Regions from separate parts of the Zea mays genome. Here region 2 is linked to region 1. Evidence: chromatin contacts called from public Hi-C data. All regions are on one chromosome and are shown on one strand. Each heading gives the region's core, a stretch centred on a gene start, on an enhancer-like site or on the middle of the called end of the contact. The rest is flanking DNA. Distances are from core to core; before and after follow the strand shown. Region 1 holds the start of LOC103643340. Region 2 holds the start of LOC100382444.

Region 1 (7,633 bases), core at 453-2,952:
CTAGAGTGCCATATCCAAAGGATACATAATTGGAAGGAGTAGAAGTAGTGATTGGAAATAGAACATATAGCAAGGTATAAATGAACAGAAGTTCGTACAAAAGAGAGGCCATCACTCACTTATGGAAAAACAATTAAAGTACCATACCACTCTAGGAATGTTTGTGATTGTAAAACTAGGCACAAAAAACCAAATGGGACAACAGAAATTATACCATGCCATTCTAGGCATGCTAGTCAACTTTACGTCCTCAAACAAATACCTAAATCATAGATCTGCCCACATATTGCACATTACTACAGCATCTGAAACAAACAAGAATTGTAGACAGAGAAACCAAAAGTTAAGGGCCAAAAATGGCAGATCAATGCCATGTTATCTCCAAACCCCCTACATATCAATCTAATCATGGCTAATTAGTAAGGTACTAACAGCACTGAAAAGCAACTGCAGTTGCAGAACTATGACCACATGGACACCATACCATCAGACACATAACCACGGCCGACACAGCCATAATCTGCAATTACCATCATAACCATCCAAAGCTTTGCCCCCAACAACCAAACCAACAGAACCATTCAAAACCGCGGCACCGCGAAATGAACCATAACAAAGCCGTGTAGACACGCGCCCTGCCCAAACCCTAGCAGCACATCGTAACTCGAGTTGAACTACAGGAAACCCAACAGTTCCATCGATCCCAGCCACATATCGGCGGGAAACCCCTAAGGCTCGTGCTGTGCCATGGACATGGCAGAGCCACACCTCAAGATCCAGCCGCACAGCCGTAGGCGGCGCCTGAGAATGATCTTATTCCCACCGACCTGCCGAGCGAGACCGCCGAATCTAGAGAGAAGAGTAGATGCTGGATCGAGAGCACCCAGTGGATCTTGGCTCACCTCATCTTGACGCAGCTGGTACAGGCGGCGGCGCGGCGGGGTGGTGGGGAGCGAGCGAGGGTTTTGTGAGGTTTTCAGGGATGGGAGACTGGGAAGGCAGAGCAGAGATGTGGAAGTTCGGGAGGAGTCAAGTAAGCGGTGTGAGGGGCTGAGGGAACGGATCGGCAGTAGCAGGCCGAAAAGGGCTGGTGTAGGTCGAGTAGGTATGATGGGCTAGGTGTGAATTGTGATACGGCCATATGAGTGTGGGACTCTGAATTCAATAAAACCAAAAAAAGAAACAAACATTTTCATACTTCTTGTAATCATCCGGTTTTACCCCTCCAAGTGGTTTTAAAAATAGTTATTACTAACATGGTGCCATATCAGTCGTGACGTCACATAAACCAAGAAGGAGGTAAATTAGAATTTTATAATAGTTCAAATAGACTAATCTCTACTAACTATTAAGAGAGGAGTGTAGACTGCCCCCGCCTCCCTCCCCCGCCCGCCCGCGAACTTGGATTTCGCATCGCCCCTCCGCTCCCAGATTGTCGCGCCGCGCTTCCGCCATTTTCGCTGCCGCGCCCTCGACACCCCCTCCCAAGCTCGTGCCCGCCCGGCCGCCCCTACCGCCATCGTGTGCCCCTGCCTGTCTCTGCCGCCGTGCCGTGCCCCGCCCCCAGTCCCAGAGGCGAGCGCAAGAAAATCCCCAATCCCCACGCCACAGCCTCCCCTCCCACCCCGTCTCCTCCAAATTCAATCGTCTCCAAGCGCGAATCTGCCCCGTCTCCAAATCCCAGGCAGGCAGCCAACCATCCATGGAGTGCGAGCCGGAGGAACTGCAGTTCCTGGGCGTCGTCGTCATCTACCGCTTCTCCGCGGAGATCCTCCGAGGCCCGCACCGCCCGCTCTTCGCGCGCATCGCGGCCGCCTTCGCGCTGCCCCTCTCCGCGCTCTTCCTCCTGCACGTCGCCATCTCCCACGCGTTCTTCACCCACATCGACTCCGACGACACGGCCCTGGACGCATCCTCCCCGGGCACCGACACGCAGCGCCACTTGCTGTCCCGCCTCGCCTCCGACTGGCTCGCCCTGCTCCTCTTCAAGTCCGCCTACCTCCTCGCACTTCTCCTGCTCTCGCTCCTCTCCGTCGTCTCCGACAAGCGCGACGCGCTCACCTTCCCGCGCGTGCTCTCCGTCGTGCCCCGCGTCTGGCGGAGGCTCACCGCCACGTTCCTCGCCGCCTTCGCGCTCCTCTTCGCCTACCACGTCGTCGTCGTGCTCGTCTTCATCGGCCTCCTCGTCGCCGCGGACAACGGCTCCGCCCTCGCGGGCCTGCTTGCCTTCCTCGTCGTCGTCGCCTACTTGCTTGGCCTTGGAGACCTCGGCGTCGTCTGGCACCTCGCCAACGTCGTCTCCGTGCTCGAGGACCACAAGGGCTTCGCCGTCATGCGCAAGAGCAAGGACCTCATCAGGGGGAAGCTCGTCACCGCGGGGGCCATATTCTTCACGCTCAACGTTGTCTTCGCCGCCGTCGAGCTCGGCTTCCGCGCCTGGGTCGTCAGGGGATCCGGTGCCGCGTCGTCCAGGCTCTTGCTCGGCCTCATCATGCTCGTCGTGCGCTGTTGCGTCGTCATGCTCGCGCTCGTCACGCAGACCATAGTCTACCTCGTGTGCAAGAGCTACCACCACGAGAGCCTCGACAACGCCAACATCTCCGACCACCTCGAGGTCTACCTCGGCGACTACGTCCCGCTAAACGCGTCCGACGTGCAGATGGAGCAGTTCCAGGTCTGACTGTGAATCCCATAGCTTCTTTCTGTCTTTATCACTGCTCGCCAATCCATCCTCTGATGCTGGAATTCTCCTGTTACCACCGGCAGCCAGGTAATCTGTAATTGTGTACGTACAGCAGCACATGATGAACATACTTGCGTTAAGTAGGAAGAATTGGGAATTTTTGTCTTGGGGTACAAGAATAATGGGGATCTGTACTTCCCTTAGTTTCTTCCTAAGGACATGATTCCTTCCCTTGTTTACATGATATATAAACAGGAGATGGATGAAATTGGACATGCCGAATTTACAAACTTACTATCAAAGTGTGTGTGTGTGTGTTATCAGTTGCTATGGGGATCTGGAACTGAGAGGGATGCATGCCTGATTGCTGTGCTAGGTGGGAGATTTTGATATTTGCCATCACCACGCCCACATTTCATAGACGATGGAACCACAATTCATAGACACAGTGGCAATTATAACAAAGAGACAATGTTTTGAGTGGCAAAATTTCAATTTATTTCTCAGTCAATCTGTGATTCAGAATGAACTGGGCGGTCGCCCACATATCTGTGTACTTTTGTACTGTGTTCCTGATATTGATAGGTTGTAGAAACTCTGATGGGGATGAGATTTCTCTACAGGTTGGTTCTTGCAGGATAGAGTATGACCGCTGGGTGAACACCTTCTCGCCGGAGGGGTGGTTGTTCTAGGTCGGCATCGACCATTGCCCCCCACCCGGCGCGCCACAACTCATCGAGGACGTCTGCTTCTCCCTCGACGCCAGCCAACGATGCCTCCATGGGATGTGAAGTATCTATGATATTTCAAGAAAAATTGCAAAGACTGTACGATGATGGTTACAAGCTGGTTAGTAGGTTTCTTTTCACCAGTTCTTTTTAAATCATTCACTTATCGTTTTACTTCTATTTTTTTTGTTTTAATGTTTTGACATATATATCTTATTTAGTATACTTAATTATGTATTGCTTTGATTTCAGTGGCTTATATAATGTATGTTGTTTTTAGGTCATATTCACCAATGAGTCAAATATTGAGCGCTGGAAGAACAAGCGACAACAAGCTGTTGACTCCAAAGTTGGCCGCCTTGATAACTTTATTCAATGTGTTAAAGCCCCTATTCAGGTATGCTGCAAACTTGTTTTCTTTATCTCCAATCTGAGCAGCCATTCAAATAAAGAAGGAATAAAGAGGTATATCTGTTATTTTTATTCCTGATAACTGAAATGTGCATCACCCTATAACTTAAATCACCTGATCTTATTTACAGTCAGTTTGTGGCTGTTGTGCTCTGCAATACTATCTATTTTTTTTGAAGGTGCCATGAAAAACCATCATAAAAAATCATACCTTGTTTAGGAGACCAAACTAACTTCTGAATTCAGTTATACCACTGTTGTTTCTGTTACACTTTATGAAACCCATTGTATCTATTTTTGCAATCTAAATTAACCAAAATAACTAAGTCAAGTAAGTTTATGAAAAGCAGTTCTGGCAAACAAGATTATTGCATCTCACCTTAATGCCAAATGTAACTTTAATCTACTATTTTTTTGAGATACGTAAACATAAAAACTGGAATATATGTTTTTTCTGTGTTTGGTCAGAAATGCATTTGGATTTTCCATGAATTCCAGTCTTTCACATACCCATCTACTTGCTATCCTGCTACTGGACGAGGTGACAAGCACGCTAGGACGTGGAGTCAGAGCGCGTCGTGCAGCAGGCGCTGGATCGGGTGAAGAACTGGACCACCGTGTTGGTGGCGCACCGGCTGTTGACGATCAAGAACGCCGACGTCATCTCGGTGTTGCAGGACGATGAATAGGGGGCGCACCAGCACCTGATCGAGAACAAGAACAACGCCTACCACAAGCTCGTCAACTTGCAACAGCAGCAACAGATGTCGCAGCAGAGCTTATGAGACATTTGAATACAAAAAATCGTGTTTCTGTATCTTCCTATGGTCCTTTTCGGTAGAAAGTGGTTAATTTAACTCTGTAGCCATCCGTGCAGAGCTTAAATTTACCGCTATCTTTGTAGTTTCTACTATGAATAGGGTTTTCTTCATATTATAAGTATACTATCTATTCATATAGAGATGGAATCATCGTTCCTCACAGCTGAAGCAACTGCTTATACCGAGAAAAATATAGACATGACTTTGGATATTCCAGTATTGATTTAACTCATGTATTATTTCTGTGTTTACTCAGAGGATATAATCAAGATGTTGAAGAAAAAGAATCTTGGAGGTAAGAACCCCCAAGGAGGAGGCGGAGGCGCTGCCTTTGCCCGGAGCCGGTGCTCGTGGCGACGTGAGCCTGGAGTTGTGGCACGCGTGCGCGGGCCCTGTTCCGCCGCTGCCGCGGAAGGGCGGCGCCGTCGTGTACCTGCCGCAGGGCCACCTCGAGCACATCAGCGGCGACACGACGCAAGGATCAGCCGCTGCGGCGGTGACGCCACACGTGCTCTACCGCGTCGTCGACGTCACCCTCCGCGTGAGCTCGTGCGGCTTCCAGCGGTGCACGCCCGTGCAGGCGGCGGTCATCTCGCACTTGGCTTGGGGATCTCAATTACCGGATCACACTGTCCTACCCATGACCGATCTGTGAAAGCGCTCGTGGAGATGCAAAACTGGAAAGCATTGTTGTAAAAAGACCAGGTGAGTGTTCAGTGCGACTACTACTTCGTAAAAACAATGTACTTACATGCAAACATTCTGATTACGAGTAACATTAAAAGGTAGCAAAATTCTTTCCGGTAGTAGTTACATTTCTTGTGACATTGGCAACCATTACTTTATATCCTATCATTCTTTTTTTTCTCCGATGACGTTACAATGCAAGCGTCAGTTGTGCAGGAAGGAGAAGAAGGTCTACTCGATGGCGATACTAGAGAGGAAAAAGTCACCGAACCGCCTTGTCATCGACGAGGCCACCAACGACGATAACTCCGTCGTCGCATTGCACCCTGACAGAGGCTGCAGCTCTTCCGCGGCGATATTGTGCTCCTCAAGGTCTTATATGGCTAATATGAGCTTGTTGCAGCAGCTTTGGGATGTTGAGCTAATTTAGCATATTGTATTACCACGTGACTGATCTCTGTGTGTTCGATCTGAATTCCGTGTATTTGGAGTGCAGACTTGTTAGAAATAAACTTAGCTTTTATCTCAAGTACTTGCTGAAGTGTTTAATGTTGTAATTTGTTGTATTGTTTGAGAACTTGAGTATGCTGAGGCAGTGAGGGTATTTGGGCTCCCTCTGCTTTGCTGCTGTAGTGTGTAGATTTTAGAAATTTATCAATTCACATTCGTACACCATTGATTCATTTGAAGGTAGTAGTAATCTAGATTTCTTTTATTGCTTGCTTCAGTAACATATTTTAATATACTTGATTTGTTATGTTCAAATCTCCTCATACATCTGTTCTAGATTTAAATGCAACCATTCTTTTTGTATGAATTAATTCATTGTTCAGAGTTAGAACAGAGAATCAACACTATTTAGTAATGCATGATTAACTCATTGTTCATAGTTAGAACAGGGAAGCAACACTATTTAGTATTATTCAAATTTGTCTTCATTGTTCTGCTAGATGAAGATGATGTGCTGCATACAAAATTCTTTTTTTTGTGATCCCTATCGTGATAATTTGGATTTGATGGCTGTACTTGTAACTCAAGTGTGTTCAAGGGACTAAACAAATGGATATGGGTTGGCCTATCTTTTTTAAAGTCTCTTTATGGCTACTGTTTGTCCATGAAACTATTTCTCACCTTATGCTTTGTGTTGTAGGGTAAGAAGAGGAAAGACACTATTTGCATTGTCCTTGCAGATGAAACCTGTGAGGAGCCAAAGGTTCAGATGAACAAGGTTGTCCGCCAGAACCTGAGGGTTAGGCTTGGTGATGTGGTTTCTGTCCACCAGTGCGAGGATGTGAAATATGGGAAGCGTGTGCACATTCTTCCAATTGATGATACAATTGAAGGCATTACAGGGAACCTATTTGATGCCTTCTTGAAACGTAAGTTTCTGATCTTGTGAATTTCTTAGTTGATCTAGGTTTTTTTGGGCATCAGCATGGCTCCATGGCACTTATTTCTCATGTAACTTCAACTGAAGTAGCTCCCTTTTCTTTTGTTGTCAATGGTTTACTGAGTTTTGATCAAGGAGGAGTCTGCCATTTGTTATGATGTTGGTGGAGTTAGAAAGAAAATGGCCCAAATCAAAGAGCTTGTTGAGCTTCCACTACGCCATCCTTAGCTTTTCAAATCTATTGGTGTGAAGCCACCAAAGGGCATATTGCTGTATGGGCCACCTGGTTCTGGAAAGACTCTTATTGCTCGCACTGTTGCAAACGAGACTTGCAACAAGACTGGAGCATTTTTCTTTCTAATCAATGGTCTAGAGATCACAAAATTTATATGTATAGCCAGGATGATTACAAAATCTTTTCTCATAACAATATAACACATTTATATATAAATTATCATGATATTATATGTCCCCGTTGCAACGCACGGGCGCTAACCTAGTTAGATTTATAAAAGTAAAGAATTAATGTTTTAAAAGATCAGCTATTTTTCATATTAATATGCATTTAAAATACTAAAACCTAATTCAATTTTAGAAAATTTAGTTTAACTCAGGAAAAATGAAGTCGCATGAAGATCGGCATCCAAGCCTGTCCAAATTGCCTTTTATGTGCTAAGCAACATGCGTAGACCTACGACAACGACAATCAAAGTTGTTTGATTGGTTTTAATCTAAAACAACTCCTACTGTTTTTATATTATATTGTTCTTATAGTTTACAGTCGCGGTAGTCCGAATAGATGGCTTATGAGAAGCGGACACATCTGTTCAAATGTTACAAGTCACACGTCTGATGGTCCAATAAGTTATGATATGCCTTCAAGCAGTGGCGTAGCTAGGATTTTTTCCTGAGG
Region 2 (7,120 bases), core at 3,624-6,123, 290 kb after region 1:
GGTTGAAAAAGACCCGTCCTTAGTGGACTCCTCAACGGAGACTAGGCCTTCGAGGGCCGAACCTCAGTAAAACAAATCACCCGTGTCTCGTGTGCTTATTGCTTGTGATTTGTTTGTTCTTTCACTTTCTAAGTTTTTCTTGCACTATTCTTTGCTAATACTATTTGGTGTTGCTTTAAGTTAAATTCTCATTTAGTGAAGCAACACCTTGCAAGAAAGAACTTGTGTTATTGCTCTTCTTATCTAAGCCCTCGTGATTTATTCTCATAGACTTATTAGTAGTATTGATTTATCAATTCCGCATTATTTGAAAGCAATACTCTTACAAGCGAAGGACTTAGTTTTTATACTTCGACAATTGTATATCTTGTTCTAACCACTAATCAAGGGATCTAGTTGGGGTGTAAGTTATAATTTTCAGGTTTCGCCTATTCACCCCCCTCTAGGCGACTTTCAGTTTTGTTAGTCACCCTTCTTGTGGGGAGAAGTATTGTGTTTATCAAACTGGAGAAACCTAACGGGCGGCTATGACCTCTGGGGAATCTTTGTAAAGGTTACGTAGTGAAACCTTGTTTACTCACCTTGGTAGTGTTTGAGGGTTTGATCGACCCGAGGCAAAAAGGGATCATGAGTCGTGGGTAAAGTGTGCAACCTCTGCAGAGTGTTAAAAACTAGTATATCAGTCGTGCTCACATTTAAGAGCAGCCTTGGGATCCTCTTTGATTAGAAGAACTTTGGATACTTTTATGATAATGATTATTATTGATGATTATGACTCTAATCTCCGGTATTTCCTCTTAAAGGGAGTACTTTTGAGTAATAACTGGGTTTATTACTAAAATTTGGCTCTACTATTAGTAATAAATACTTGATTAACTAAAAGCAACTGTTTAACCTTAACTCCACATACAACTAGTCTACTTTAGCCAAGTGGGACATTTGCTGAGTACATTGATGTGTACTCACCCTTGCTTTAAAATCCATCCCACCCCAGGTTGTCCCCACTGTATTCAGTGCTCAGGAGGAGATGCAAGCAACATGGAGAACTTCAAGGAGTTCCAGGACTACGACGAGTTCTAGTTATGTTAGTGACAACCCCCAGTCAGCTGCCTATGAAGGCCTTATCTGCTACGTTCGCTTTTCCGCACTTTGATAATGTTAATGACTATATTATAGACTATGTGGATGTCTTGGACATCTTGATGTAATAAAGTACCTTTCCGCTATTTAATTTAAGCAATGTGTGATGATGTCCAATTATGTAATCACTGTGTACGTGAGATTCTGATCCTGGCATGTACATGGTTCGCATTCGGTTTTCTTTCCAAAACCGGGTGTGATAGTTATGTACGGACAGTCCGTAGGCAGGACCGTTCGGTCCTCAGGGCCGGACTGTACGGCCATGTCTAGTGCCACTAATCGTACTCAATAGCGACATGTATGGTATTTTTCGGCGGTTGGGGTTGGGCATCAGCAATCGCAGCTAGGTACAAGAGGTTCTTTTGAAGTTGTGCTTGATACCTACAAGTTCACAGAGGGCCTGATTGGTTGCCCGTGGAGCTCAGCCAGGCTCGTACCTGCCAACCTGTCTCGCTATAGCCAGGCGTAGATGGTACACAAGTAGATGTTTGGTTGTCGAATGGAACAGAGACAAGACATGTATGGATGTTGTTTGGATGTGTGAATGGAGCAGCTTTTCAGTGGAAAAGTCAAGGAAATCAGGTATTGGGGCACGCACTTGTGCAACGCCAGCGAGGCCCGCCAGAAATGAGATTGATTTTCGTTTCCAGGCAGCCAGACCTGTGGGACACTTTTGCATCTGTTCAATCAGACCCAAACAAGTATACAACGAACCAAACATTCACTTCTTGCATCTCATCGTCCAGACTGTCTTGTATGCATGGAACCAATCAGGATGTCTCCCGCAACGTCCCTTAAATTTTATCCCTTAAAGAAATATTCTATATCCTTTACAGCACACTCTAAAAAATTTTGTCCTCTATATCTTCTCAGTCTCTAACAATGTCCTCTAAATTCGGTACTCTATATCTACAGTGTTAACAGATTACATAATAGCCATATTTATTTATTGTTTTTTAATATTGCACTTGTATTGAAAGTACGACATTAAAAATTGATGAAATAAATATTTTGCAATAATACAAATTTGTAAACGTCTAAATATTATGCAAAAATATAGTATACATATTAGTTAAAATTAAATTTGTGAACACGTTCTGAAACTGTAGAACTAGCTTTTAAATATACTATTCTTTATTTTTGTGTCCGCATGAATAAATGTACAAAGATTTTGCCCGTTTTCTACAATTTTCAAATAACCAAAGAAAAGAATTTCGATTTCACTTTTTTTGACTTCGCATGCATATTCTTTACTTCTCTCTCTTTCCATTGGTACAAAGTGCCGAACTACAAACACACCTTTCGTCGAGCACCTAGAGCGCACCAGCCACCACCACCGCTTGTTGTGGCCGCGAGGCGAGGAACCGTGAAGCAGATGGCCAGGGGGATCGTGAAGCATGTCCATGACGGCGGATGAGAGCTCATTGGTGTGGTTGTGCAGAGAGTCCGCACCGTCGACGGCAGCACCGTCGGAGAGCCCAACACCGACGGCGACCGTGTAAGAAGTAGCAGACTACCTGCACGACAAGTAGCGTGGCGGACAAGTAGCATGGCGGCGAGGGTCGTCCGGCCTTGCCTCCCCGCGCAGCCTCCTTGTTGTCGGTGCTGACCGCCTCCGAGGAAGTCTGTCGGGAACTAGCTGTCGGCATGAACAAGACCTTCGCGATGGGAAGACGCAATGGAGAAGGTTCCGCCCCAGCGCGGGAGAGGGAGTGTATCGGTGTGTAGCGGACGTCCGAAGATCTGCCACAATTAGCAGCTCTGGCGACGCCCGTAAAATTTAGCGGACGGTTTGGAGCGCCTTGCTGGAGGTGAAAAGAAGCTCCTCGTCTACTAAATTTAGCGGACAGGATGGTTTACATACCGTTGCAGTCTCACGCCCAGAATGAATGTTATTGGAAATACAATCCCTAGAAACGCCGACGGCGGCGTGCGGCCGACAAGGCCAAGGAGGACTCTAGGCGCAGCAGCCATGCCCATGCGAGGACTCTAGCCGCTGCAGACCACGACCAAAAACAATTAAACTAATTAAATGCCAATCATATGTTCACACGAAGACATCAAACAAATTGAATTTGATTATTTGTGAGTCACTCATGACATGGATGAGCACCAGCTATGTACGTTATTCAGCAAATATAATACTGTACTAATTAAACGCCACATGTATTCGGTCTCGAAACCGAAGATTGGACTATCAGCTTCTCCAAATTCATGTAGGATGATCCGCCATCCTGCAATGCTCCAGTTGCCTTGGCCTTGAGCTCCTGAGCCTTCCTCCTCCTGTGTTCCCCTTGGCTACCCTGATCCATCAGCCTCTCCAAGGCCTTCGCCACTTGTTCCATACCCACCTCCGCCTCGACATCCGCTCCGAGCTTGCTGGCAGTGAGGATGTTTTCTGTTGGCTTTGTCACGCCTACAGACACCCCAACACCAAGCAGGTCCACGACGAGCCTTTCATTGATAAACTGCTCGGCGAAGAGCGGCCAGGTGGCCATGGGCATGCCGGCGGCAATGGCCTCCAGAGTCGAGCCCCACCCGCAGTGCGTGAGGAAGCCGCCGACGGCGCGGTGAGCAAGGATGGCGACCTGGGGAGCCCAGCCTCGCACCAGCAAGCACTGCTTGTCGTCCAAGCTCTCACGCAACCACTCCTTGACGTCGTCGGGCATGGAGTCGGCGCCCTTGAGCACCCAGACAACAGGCCAGGCGCACGACGCTAGAGCCATGCCTAGCTGCACGACCTGCGCGGGTGGCATGCACCCGGCACTGCCGAAGCTGACGTACACCACAGACTTGGTCTCCTTGGTGTCCAGCCACTCCAGGACCCGCCTGTCGCCGCCGCCGCCGTCGTCTGTCATTGTCATGGGATGTTGATGGCACAGCGAGACGGGGCCGACGGCGACGACGGTCTTGCCGGTCGCTGCCGCGAGAAGCTCGCAGGAGCCGTGCTCGAGCTCCTCGAAGCTGTTCACCACGACGCCGTCCACTGCCACGTCGAACTCCCGTATCTCCTGTAGCGTCCCGCCGCCCATGGAAGTGGATGGCGCGAAATGCTGCGGCAGCTGCGCGCGCGAGACCCTGCAGTCAAACGCCGGCAGGGCCGGGATGCTGAAGAGCTCGTCTGCCGACGAAACCGCCTCGTGCGGCCTGTGCTTGTAGAGGTACTCGACGCAGAGCAGGGCGAACGCGCCGAACCCGTGGAAGATGTAGCACGGCGCGCGAAGCTCGCGCGCTAGGCCGAGCGCCCACGCGTGGCACATCCCGGCGACGACGCAGCTCGGGCGGCGGCGCGGCGGCAGAGCCTCGCCGCGGAAGTAGCGCGCCACCGCCTCGCCGAACAGTCTGTTGGCGTGGAAGAAGCGTGGCACGTCGGCTGGGGACCGGAGGAGGTCGAGCCTCTCGCTGCCCTCAGGCAGGCCGGCCTCCGCCGCTGGGAACGGGATCGCGGTGACCGTGATCGTCCCTGCCGCGCCGTGCCCGTGCGGACGGTGCAGTGCCGCGGCGAGGTCTTCCACGCGGCTCTGCACGAGCAGCGCGTTGGCGGGCGTCGTGATGATGGTGACCGCCGCGCCGTGGGAGGCGAGGAGGCGGCCGATGTCGGTCATGGGGATGATGTGGCTGATGGCTCCTTGCCATGGAAGCAGCAGGAAGTGAGGGTCCGCTGTTGCTCTCTCCATTTCCGTCCGATCCGGTCTCACTCTCTGGTTGCAGATCTTCTCGTTTGCCTGTGTTTCTTGTGACTATACTCGTACGGCTACGGCCTACGGAGTATATATACAGGCAAATAAAGCCACGTGACTCCAAAAGCTCCTCCGTATGGGTGGTGTGGTGTCGACATGATAACAGGCCAGTGAAACATAGGTGTTGGTGGTGGGCTGGTGGCTGATTCCATTCCTAATTCTATTCTCTGCTGGGGTGGACTTTTCGCGAGTAATCACGCATCATGACGCATGTGCTAACGTATAGTTTTCAGATGCTAATTTTTAGTCTCTATATTTTATTCTATTTTAGTTTTTAAATTATCAAATACAAAAAATAAAATAAAGTTTTAGTTTTCGTATTTGTTAATTTAAGTACTAAAATAAAATTAATTGGAGAGACTAAGAATTAGAGGTGTTTGGTCTATAGAGATTAATTCTAGACTCTCTATTTTACTATATTTTAGTCTTTAAATTGTTAAATACAAAATATTTAGAAATTTAGGAATTAAAATAAAATTGTCGGCGTTTCAACCCGGGGGTCCCTGGAACGACGAGTAAATTGTCGCTGCGTGTCCCAGCCTGCATGGGTCGGCGCGAGACGGAACACAAAGGGGGAGAGACAGTAAGGGGAAACCGTGGCCTTCGTGTTGTCCTGCGCCCAGGGCGGATGCACTTGCAGTAGGGGGTTACAAGCATTCGCGAGGGAGAGAGAGAGAGCCTTGCGCGTCGGCCCGTTCTCCCGCGCGGCCACCTTCTCGTACGAGAGCCCTGGACCTTCCTTTTATAGACGTAAGGAGAGGGCCCAGGTGTACAATGGGGGGTGTAGCAATGTGCTAACATGTCTAGCAGAGAGGAGCCAGAGCCCTAAGTACATGCTGTCGTGGCTGTCGGAGAGGTTTTGGCGCCCTGTTCATGTGATGTCGTGGCCGTCGGAGGAGCGCTTGAGCCCTGTGGAAGTACAACTGTCGGAGCTGTCGGATCCTTGCTGACGTCTCCTTGCTTCCGTAAGGGGCTGAGAGCCGCCGTCGTCATGGAGCACGCGGGATACCATCATTATTTGTTTACCGGGGCGAACCAGATGGGACGCTGGTCTTGTTCCCCGTAGCCTGAGCTAGCTAGGAGTAGGGTAATGATGGCCCCCTTGTGACGTGGTCGGTCCGAGCCCGAGGTCGGGCAAGGCGGAGGCTCCTCCGAGGTCGAGGCTGAGTCCGAGCCCTGGGGTCGGGCGAGGCGGAGTCCGTCTTCCGAGGTCGAGGTTGAGTCCGAGCCCTGGGGTCGGGCGAGGCGGAGTCCGTCGTCCGAGGTCGAGGCTGAGTCCGAGCCCTGAGGTCGGGCGAGGCGGAGTCCGTCGTCCGAGGTCGAGGCTGAGTCCGAGCTCTGGGGTCGGGCGAGGCGGAGTCCGTCGTCCGTCGTCGAGGTTGAGCCCGAGCTCCGGGGTCGGGCGAGGCGGAGCTTCCTATGGCGTCCGAGGCTGGACTTAGCTGCTGTCAGCCTTGCTCTGTCGAGTGGCACAACAGTCGGAGCAGGGCAGACGGCGCTGTTTTTCTGTCATGTCGGTCAGTGGAACGGCGAAGTGACTGCGGTCACTTCGGCCCTGTCGACTGAGGAGCGCGCGTCAGGATAAGGTGTCAGTCGATCCTTGCATTAAATGCTCCTGCGATACGGTCGGTTGGCGTGACGATCTGGCCAAGGTTGCTTCTCCGCGAAGCCTGGGCCTCGGGCGAGCCGAAGGTGCGTCCGTTGCTTGAGGAGACCCTCGGGCGAGACGTGAATCCTCCTGGGTCGGCTGCCTTTGCCCGAGGCCGGGCTCGGACGAGGCGAGATCGTGTCCCTTGAGTGGACGGAGCCTTACCTGAATCGTGTCCATTAGGCCTTTGCAGATTTGTGCTGATGGGGGTTACCAGCTGAGATTAGGAGTCTTGGGAGTACCCCTAATTATGGTCCCGACAAAAATAAAATGAAAGACTAAAAATTAATTAAAAAACAAACACCCCTAAATCGTTGCAATATAATAGCTGATTGTACATGATATGTTTGAGGTTTCTATATGATACTAATAAACGATGTTAGTTTAATTGGTCGTGTTGATTATTAAGTACTAAAACTTAATTATTAATAGGACAAGGTTGGTGTGCCAGCTTCTTTTTTCTGCGGTCTTCGGAGGACTTTTTGGCGGCACCTGCTGAATTGGACTTCTCTCCATGAGCGTGTGAGGCCATCATGCACACATATCCGACACATATTTATCCTAATTTGATTTTGAGAAGTATGGTCAGTCC

The links. A called contact is a pair of places that touch in the nucleus more often than the background predicts.
Region 2: a Hi-C map of leaf shows a contact between it and region 1, with 10 times the contacts expected there. The contact joins the promoter of LOC100382444 here to the promoter of LOC103643340 in region 1. A contact is called at or near these places in 3 of 25 Hi-C or Micro-C datasets (ear, endosperm and leaf).

The regions. Positions count from the first base shown.
Region 1 is chr1:225,829,470-225,837,102 of Zm-B73-REFERENCE-NAM-5.0, forward strand. LOC103643340 reads left to right here and starts at 1,703. Exons shown (of 1, transcript XM_008666502.2): 1 at 1,703-2,880. The coding sequence starts at 1,703. The coding sequence ends at 2,680. LOC100282592 reads right to left here and starts at 1,021. Exons shown (of 6, transcript NM_001157230.2): 1 at 903-1,021. The coding sequence starts at 907.
Region 2 is chr1:226,119,503-226,126,622 of Zm-B73-REFERENCE-NAM-5.0, forward strand. It overlaps LOC100382444, which reads right to left and starts at 4,874. Exons shown (of 1, transcript NM_001175186.2): 1 at 3,167-4,874. The coding sequence starts at 4,817. The coding sequence ends at 3,294.